3 separate regions of the Hordeum vulgare genome follow, and all the other regions are linked to region 2. The links are chromatin contacts, called in public Hi-C maps. All regions are on one chromosome and are shown on one strand. Each heading gives the region's core, a stretch centred on a gene start, on an enhancer-like site or on the middle of the called end of the contact. The rest is flanking DNA. Distances are from core to core; before and after follow the strand shown. Region 1 holds the start of LOC123408416 (50S ribosomal protein L1). Region 2 has its middle 61 kb from the start of LOC123412467. Region 3 has its middle 33 kb from the start of LOC123410143.

Evidence for each region. Hi-C and Micro-C count contacts between places; a contact is called where the count stands out from the background.
Region 1: a contact with region 2 is called in a Hi-C map of seedling, with 2.4 times the contacts expected there. The contact joins the promoter of LOC123408416 here to the enhancer-like site in region 2. A contact is called at or near these places in 1 of 6 Hi-C or Micro-C datasets (seedling) and 1 of 1 datasets of contacts at active chromatin or transcription factors (embryo).
Region 3: a Hi-C map of leaf shows a contact between it and region 2, with 3 times the contacts expected there. The contact joins two enhancer-like sites. A contact is called at or near these places in 3 of 6 Hi-C or Micro-C datasets (leaf and seedling).

The regions. Positions count from the first base shown.
Region 1 is chr7H:522,320,419-522,323,118 of MorexV3_pseudomolecules_assembly, reverse strand. LOC123408416 (50S ribosomal protein L1) reads left to right here and starts at 1,274. Exons shown (of 10, transcript XM_045101530.1): 1 at 1,274-1,935. The coding sequence starts at 1,384.
Region 2 is chr7H:522,878,198-522,880,897 of MorexV3_pseudomolecules_assembly, reverse strand. No RefSeq gene overlaps it. Among protein-coding and RNA genes, the nearest start is that of LOC123412467, 61 kb to the right of the region's middle. Within about 2 kb of position 1,382, at least 2 of the 3 cell types and tissues checked have open chromatin away from gene starts, as enhancers often do. A contact at or near this core is called in leaf and seedling, where this site is marked.
Region 3 is chr7H:523,577,239-523,579,995 of MorexV3_pseudomolecules_assembly, reverse strand. No RefSeq gene overlaps it. Among protein-coding and RNA genes, the nearest start is that of LOC123410143, 33 kb to the left of the region's middle. Within about 2 kb of position 1,500, at least 2 of the 3 cell types and tissues checked have open chromatin away from gene starts, as enhancers often do. A contact at or near this core is called in leaf, where this site is marked.

The DNA.
Region 1 (2,700 bases), core at 25-2,524, 560 kb after region 2:
AAACAGTTTTTTCTGCGAAGTGTAAAAGACTTTTGCGGGTCGGCTTTATACGGGGTCTGCTAGAGATGCTCTTAGACACCCTGCTCCCTAAAACGAAAGAGACCAAGGCTCAGTAGCGATCAAGATCGCCCTAGTTCAGCCTGGATCCTTTCTTCCTAAGAAAAATGGGAGTAGGGAATGTGAGTCTCAACGATGACAGTGGCGCCGCCGAGAGGAAGAAACAAAACCCTAACTAGAGAGGAACGTGCCGAACTTTCTTTTTTGAGAATTTCATGCCGGACTGGATGTTTTTGAGGCAATCGTATCGAAGCGAAGAGAGCAACTAGTTGGCGAGGGCTCCTTCGGAAACCTCCCAACAACCACTCCCACGTGCCACCACTTGGCACTTTCTCAGCCACCACCACATATCGTACTCTGAGCTTTCTCTTCAGATTTTATTATTTTATTATTTTTTCGCATGCGTTTTCGGCTTTTTAGGTGTGTTTTTTCTAGGGTTTTTCGGTGTTTCGGTTTTCCACCAGTCTTTCTTAGTTTTTGGTCGATTTTTTTTCAAAAAAAGAAATTCTTTTGCATGAAAAATCACGTTTTTTATTTCCGAAAAACACGGGTTTTCTTGCACAAGAGGCACAGATTTGCTTCTGCGAGAGGCACGGTCGTGCCTCTCGAAAACAAAAAAAAACGTGTGTTTTCCTTTCTCGAGAGGCACGGTTTTGCTTCCGCGAGAGGCATAATTTTTCTTCCGCGAGAGGCACGACCGTGCCTTTCGAAAACGAAAAAAAAGTTTTCTGTCTTTTTTCTTTTGCGAGAGGTACGATTTTGCTTTCATGAGAGACATAGATGTACCTTGACGAGAGGCACAACCGTGCCTCTTCAAAACGATTTTGCTTTCGTGAGAGGCATAGATGTGCTTTGATGAGAGACACAGCATTGCCTCTTCGAAATGAAAAATAATGAGTTTTCTGTTTTGTTTTCTTTCACGAGAGAGCCAATTTTCCATTTGGTTTTCTTGTGAAAGAAAAGTTCGTCAAAACAAATCAAGATATGATCTAGTTGTGAAGATCATGACGCACGATTTAATAGATAAAACATTTTAAAAATTCTTATCTACAAAAAAAGAAAAACTATCAGGTTGTCATAAGTGACGGTGCGAGTGATTTTAGAAAGGAGTACTACTTAATTAGTGGTTTCGCGAACTCGCGGTGATATAGCAGTGCTAGTTGGGCCTAACTAAAACGTCCTAGCTGGGCCGGCTCGTGCATAGCAGTGTGCACCAGATCGAGCCCAGTCCAGAGGAAACCCTCCCATTTCAGTCCATCTCCCTTCGCTTCCTCACTTAAACCCCACGCCGCACCCCTCGCCGCCGGCCGCCGCCACGCCCTCACGATGGCTCACCTCCGCCTCCTCCTTTCCCACTCGCGCTGCCATCCACATCCCCACCGCCTCCTCCCGCTCTTCCGCTTCTGCACCTCCAACTCCGGCAACCCCCCACCGCCGCCCATCAAGCCCGTCTCCTACGCCCCGAAGCCGAAGGCCCCACCCGAGGAGGCCCCCTCGCGGGAGACCCCGAGCGCTAGCTCCGAGTGGCAGGACCGGCCACCCAGGAGATTTGACCAGCAGCCGCCGCGGCAGTTTACGCGGGAAGAGGTGCGGTTCGTCAAGGACGCGGGGCCCGCGATCGCGCCGGTGTCGTACCCGAGCAGGGTTGCGCCGCTTCCGGGAGACCGTCCAGCGGAAGAAGGGGCCGGGGAAGTGGCGAATGAGCAGGATCTGCGCGGCGAAGCGGAGCGGATTGAGATGAATGCTGAGCGGACGAGGAGGACCATCTTCGGAGTGCCGGTGGAGGAGGAAACGGTGCCGTACCCAACGCTGATACCCGTTGCGAAGCGGCCGCAGAAGGTCGCCATTGATCTCGTCGATGCACTCCGCGAAATCAAGGTCTGCACTTCTCGTGATTCGGTTCATCGCAGTTCAAATCTCAAAGAAAATCTCGTTATGCTGCGATTGGGTATCATAGCTTTGTGTAATTTGGACATGGTTTCGTAGCACTACGATTTCCACAATGAGAAGAGTAGCTCACTTGAAGTACCATGCTTTTGTTTGTTTAGTCAATGGGAAGGAATGTTGATGAAACAACCATAGTTTAACTGAAATGCGACTGGATGGGATTAAGCCGAATTTGATGCATGTTTTTTTTTTCTGTGACAGTGGGTTCTAGCATACTAGGAAGAATGCCCCTATTTTTTTTAGGGTGTGTCTAGCTCTCATCTAGATGAGACATAACTCCACACCATTGAATTTTATGTGGAGATTCATGAGGATTTTTTTTTATTAATAGAATAGTGTAGGAGTTAGATGCGACTTTGTTAATTCTCATCTAGATTAGAATTAGCAAATCCATTTTGTTTATGCTGCTTTTGGCATCGTGATTGGTTATAACAGTTCTGTTTTACCTGAGTTGATTTGACCTATTATCCTGTTTGGCTAACTGATGTTGCTATAAGCAACAGAAAAGTAGTTTAAAATCTTGTTCTGCTAACAGAAGAAAGAAGAGATACCGAACTGTGTTTCATTTTGCCACATTAGTTAACATCAACACCCTGTATGCAAAGAAGACTATTTTCTCCACAACAGCTTTAAAATAAGTTGAGCATTCTCAAACTGGCATATGATCTTTGTACGTAGATGAAACATTCATTGCAT
Region 2 (2,700 bases), core at 133-2,632:
CCGTGTCTCTCGCGACAGCAAAATCGTGCCTCTCGCGAAAGCAAAACCGTGCATCTCACAGAAAAAAAAAAGCAGAACACGCCTTTTTTTTCCTTTCCGAGAGGCATAGCCGTGCCTCTTGCGATAGAAAAATCATGCCTCTCGTGAAAGCAAAACCGTGTCTCTCGTGGAAAAAAGAGAGGGCAAAAAACACATTTTTTTTCCCTTTTAGAGAGGCACGGCCGTGCCTCTCGTGATAGCAAAATCGTGCCTCTCGCGAAAAAAGAGAGCGAACAACGCGTTTTTCCCCTTTCCGAGAGGCATGGTCGTGCCTCTCGCGATAGCAAAAACCCGTGTCTCTCGCGGAAGCAAAATCATGCCTCTCACGGAAAAAAAGAGAGCAGAAAACTCGTTTTTTTCTCACGATAGTAAAACCGTGCCTTTCACAGAAAAGAAGAAGCAGAAAACACGTTTTTTTTTCCTTTCCGGGAGGCACGGTCGTGCCTCTCGCGATAGCAAAACCGTGTCTCTCGTGGAAGTAAAACCGTACCTCTCACAGGAAAAAAGAGAGCAAAAAACGCGTTTTTTCTATTTCTGAGAGGCACGGCCTGTGAAAAAAACCCGAAAAAAATCACTATAAAAAGCTGAAAACACGTGTGAAAAAAATAAAAAAAACAGAATATGAAGGAAACGCTTAAAATGCGACACGTGGTGGTGGCTGAGGATGCGCCAAGTGGCGACGCGCAGGAGCGATCGCTAACAGGCTCTCGAAAGAGCGCTCGCTAACTAGTTGCTACCGGCAAACCGACCATGTGCTTAATTTTTTTTATACAACACAGGAAAACTCATTGTTTCATGTTTAATTTTCTTTTCTTAAATGCATGAAATTATTTTTTCATATCGATGAATTTTTTCATATACGTAGATTTATTTCTTCAAAATTGGTGAATTTTATTTAAATTCTCTGATTTTTCTCTAAATCGGTTAAAATATTCAAAGTGAGTGTATTATTTTTCAAATTCAGTGATTTTTTCAAACTTGGTGGAAATTTTTACAAATGCGATGAAAGTTCCTCAAAATTCAATAAACTTTTTCCAAGTTTCATTATGTTTCTGAATTGTTTTTTATTTTCTGATTTTTTATATGGGGGAAGTTTTTTTCAAAATTGATAAACTTTTTCATGTTTCTGGACTTTCCAAAATTGCAAACTTTTTTTCCAATTCTTGAACATTTTCAAATTTTGATATTATTTTTATTTTCACGAACTGGTGAATAGTCACGTCCAGGCCAGGCCGAGAGTGGTGCAAATTGTGCGGCCCACAGGGCTCAAAATTCTAGGACGGGGGGTAAAAAAATTAGCTAGGCCTTGTATTAGAAAAAAAAACTATGGACTACTGGACTAGTGGGCCGCTGGGAGTTGCTCCCGCTGGAGCAAGCCAGCGAGGGTCTCGGGCCGTCGGGCGCGATAGTGATCCATCGATCGCTGCTCCCGCTAAGGCCATCATTGCTGAGTTGATATATTTGTTGAGTTGAAGTTTCTTCAAAATTTCATATCAAAATAAAATAACGGACCCATTGAAATTCTGAATTTTCTAAAGCGGCATGATTGTTTTCCATATGCATGTATTGCATATAGAGTTTTGATGACCATTCGTGTGACAGTGGCATCGAAGAAAGAAGTTTTTTCTAAATTAAAACTATTAAAGTCCTATATACGTAGTACTATGATACAACAAAGACTCAATGATTTGGCCACAAATAGCACTTGAGAGTGAAGTGTTGGAGAAGATTGATTACGAGGATATCATTGAAAGCTTCATTTCAGAGAATACTAGAAGAATGAGGATGTTCAAATAAATAGCAACCGGAAGTTGAGTAAGACTTTTTTATTTGTCCAATAGTTATGCAAGACATTATATTACATATGTTATAATTTTTTCTTACGAGATATATATTTACCAGGAGTTGGGTTTTTTTTGTAATTACTCATTAGTTTTTTTGTGAGATAGAGCCCCAATTTTTAGTTTCACAGAGGGCCCCTGATTTTGCCGGCCCGACCCTGCTCACGTCAATCCAGTCTACCGATCCATGTTTGATAGATCAACTAGTTTTAGCATACGGACGAGTCAACTTATCGAACAAAGAAGTGAGACTTCCTATGTGACGCTTGCTACGTCCAACAGCAGCGAGCCGCACAAGGGCGAACGAACCCGAGCCAGACCATTAAGCTGTATCTTGTAGCTGCGTCCAAGGGTGATCTGGCCGGCCCGTTAACATGTTCTAGCTTTGCGGTTTTGGGAACTTTCTAGATTTTAATACTTGGGTTTTTCACGTTTTGGGAATGTTCTAAATGGCCTCTCATATCTTGAATCGCTCATCGGATTGTTCGGGAGCTATTGACTTGGTTATCATTTGATTCCACTTCCCCGCCTTTAGTTGGAAGGTTCCATTTGTCATAAATTACTTGTCAAAGATGGGTTCCTCGAACCGTTTTTTCTATTTCTTTTGGTTTTCAGATTTTATTTATTTCGTTTCGGAACATTTTTCCAAACTCCGGAACAGTTTTTTAAATTCTGGAACGTTTTTTCAAATTCGGGAACATTTTTCAGAATTCCATATTATTTTTTCAAATTCCGAAACATTTTTTCGAATTTCGAAACAATTTCTGGAACATTTTTTCAGAATTCCAGAACATTTTTTCAAACTCCGGAACATTTTTTA
Region 3 (2,757 bases), core at 251-2,750, 700 kb before region 2:
AACAAGTTCATTGATTTGTAAAAGATAGTCCATTCATTTAAAAAAGGTTCATCAATTTTAATAAAGTCATATATTTTAAAAATATTCATTGATTTGAAAAAAATCATCGATTTTGGGAAAAGGTTCACTGATTATGAAATTTTTCATGAAATTAGGAAAACGGAAAAGAAGGAAAAATAAAAAGCAACTAAAAGGTAAAAACAAGAAAAATAAAATAAAAGGAAGGAGTAAAATAAATAGAAAAGAAAGGAGAAAATGAATAACACGGAGAAGTAGACACAATATTCATAGTGACCCGGGTTGTTACTGGTGATTACCTAGTACATGAAGATCTCGGGTTCGACCCATCTCCTGGCGTGTTTTTAATTTTACGGGTTAAAGTCCCAAAAAAGGATACATGGGGCGCCCAACTTGCAACAAAGGGCGTGCACTTCATATGTCTGTTTGCAAAATGACCTGTAACACGCCTCTGAAGCGTCAAATAGAAAGCTCCAGGAGCAATTAGTGGAGGAGTGCTCCTTCAAAAGCCTCCTCAAAGATTACTTAGGGTGGGCAAAAAGGGGAGCTCCTATTCCGCGCATTCGGCATCACGGAAGCCAACTGACACCCGCTGGAACGCCAAGTGGGCCAAGTGGGCCGGCTCATGTGGCGAGCGCTCCACTAGCTCCGACTGATCATTCGACTCGCTCACGCGACTGCTGTTTTGTACTGTCTCGGTTGACCAATTGACTAGTCAACCATTAACTTTAATAATAAAGAACAAAAAATAAAAATAAAAGTCATAAAAATGGAAAAAATGAAAATTTTATGAATTTTCAAAAAGATCAACCAATTTTTATAAAGTCAATCAAATTTTTAAAAAAGTTCGTTTAAATTTTAGAAAAGTTCATTAGTTTTGAAAAAAATCACCAATTTTGGAAAAAAAGTTCATTGAATTCGACAAGAATTCGTCGGGTTTGAAAAAATTTCGCCGATTTTGGAAAAAAGTTCATTGGATGTGAATTTTTTTTAACAAATTTGAAAATAGTTTATCACATTTGAACAAAAATTTCACCTGTTTTGAAAAAAGTTAATCGATTTTGGAGAAATTTCATCGAATGTGAAAAAAGTTCAACGAATTTCAAAACAGTTCATAGAATTTGAACAAAATTTTGAAAAATTTTCATCATTGGAAAAAAAGTACACATCCGATAAAGAATAACAAATTTTAAAAAAAGGAAGAAGAAATAAGAAAACCTGAATAAAACTGTCCCGAAAATGACCAGCGAACCAAGGAAAAGCGGGCTTGGGAATTTCTGGAAGCTACACAGAACAAAAGGATTCTCGCGATTGAAGGTACAAATAAAAACAAAAAAGCAAGTTTTGAAGCACTACAGTTCGAATATCTTGGGACGCACATTTTTAAACGTGAAACGAGAAAGAGAAAAGAGAAGAAGACATACATGGGCCGGCCCAGCTCGCAGCAGCTGTAGGCGCCCGTTGCGAAAATGCCCTATAACGGACGCCTGCAGCAGCGCTAAATATGAAATGCCAGCAAAAAGTGTGCTTTGAATTTTTTTACTGATTAAAAATTGAAAGAAGAAAAAGGCGGCAGGCTCGCAACACACAGGTTCGTTCCATGCTCCAGTTTGCAAAATCTTTATCTTTACCTCTCCCCTAATAATAAAGCGCGCAGTGCTTCTCTCGTCCGTCGTCGGTCATTTTACAGAAAAGCCCTCGCAGTTTCAGTTAATTAACCCGTAGTCCAATATTAAGTGAGAACGAACCGTCTTCTGTCGTTTTGCAGAAAAGTCCTCACAGTTTTAGATAATCAACCTACGGTCCATCTTTTAGTCAGAGTTGAACCGTTTTTTTTTACATTTTACAAAAAACTCCCTGATGTTTCAGGTAATCAACACGCCGTCCCTATTTAAGTCAGCCGAAACGTTTTTTTGTTTTAACAAAAAAACCCCTGACTTTTCAGTTAATCAATCCATGTTTTATCTAAAGCAAAATTATCCATATCTTTTAAACCGTAACTCCGATTTTAACATGTTATATATGAAATTTGATTGAAAAAATGTGTAGAATCTAAATAGGATGTTATTTTTAGCTGTTGAATACTTCTTAAATATATTTTTTTGTGCAAACTTAATCTTTAGTGCACGGTCTTTTTTCTCTCTTTCCGACGACCATACGAATTGCAATAAATATCCATTAAATTAAAACCAAATTAAGAGGAAAGAAAACATCGTTAACCACAGAAGGACACCTTTGGAAAATCTCGTGGGGAGAAACAATATATTTCTCATCTTATTCCGAGTGATTGTACATTCAAACGCGTTTTCGTTGTGTGAGCACTGAGGCCATCTTCGACAACACAAATGCGATGCCATGTAAAAATATATTACGTTCAAAGCGTGTGTTATTTTCTCTTCCGTTGCAACGCACGGGATTTTTTGCTAGTGGGGCTAAACAAAAGATGACGCAGCCCACGTTCAGCTCGAAGCTTCCCTTCTTCTGCTACATTATCAAAACTGAAACAAAAAGAAAACCAATACTAAGCGCACCTATCTGATTAAAAGTGGCTTAAGACTCACTCCATCGACTCCTCTCGAAGTACAAAGTCCAACCAAAACCAATGTTGGCCTTGGTCCCTGATCACACGTTGTACATCGCTTCTTGGAGTACGTCCCGTCAACAGAACACGTACATACGCTGGCTATGTTTCCTTTCTAAAGGCGTTGTTTTTGAAGAACATCATCTATAGTTCGCGTG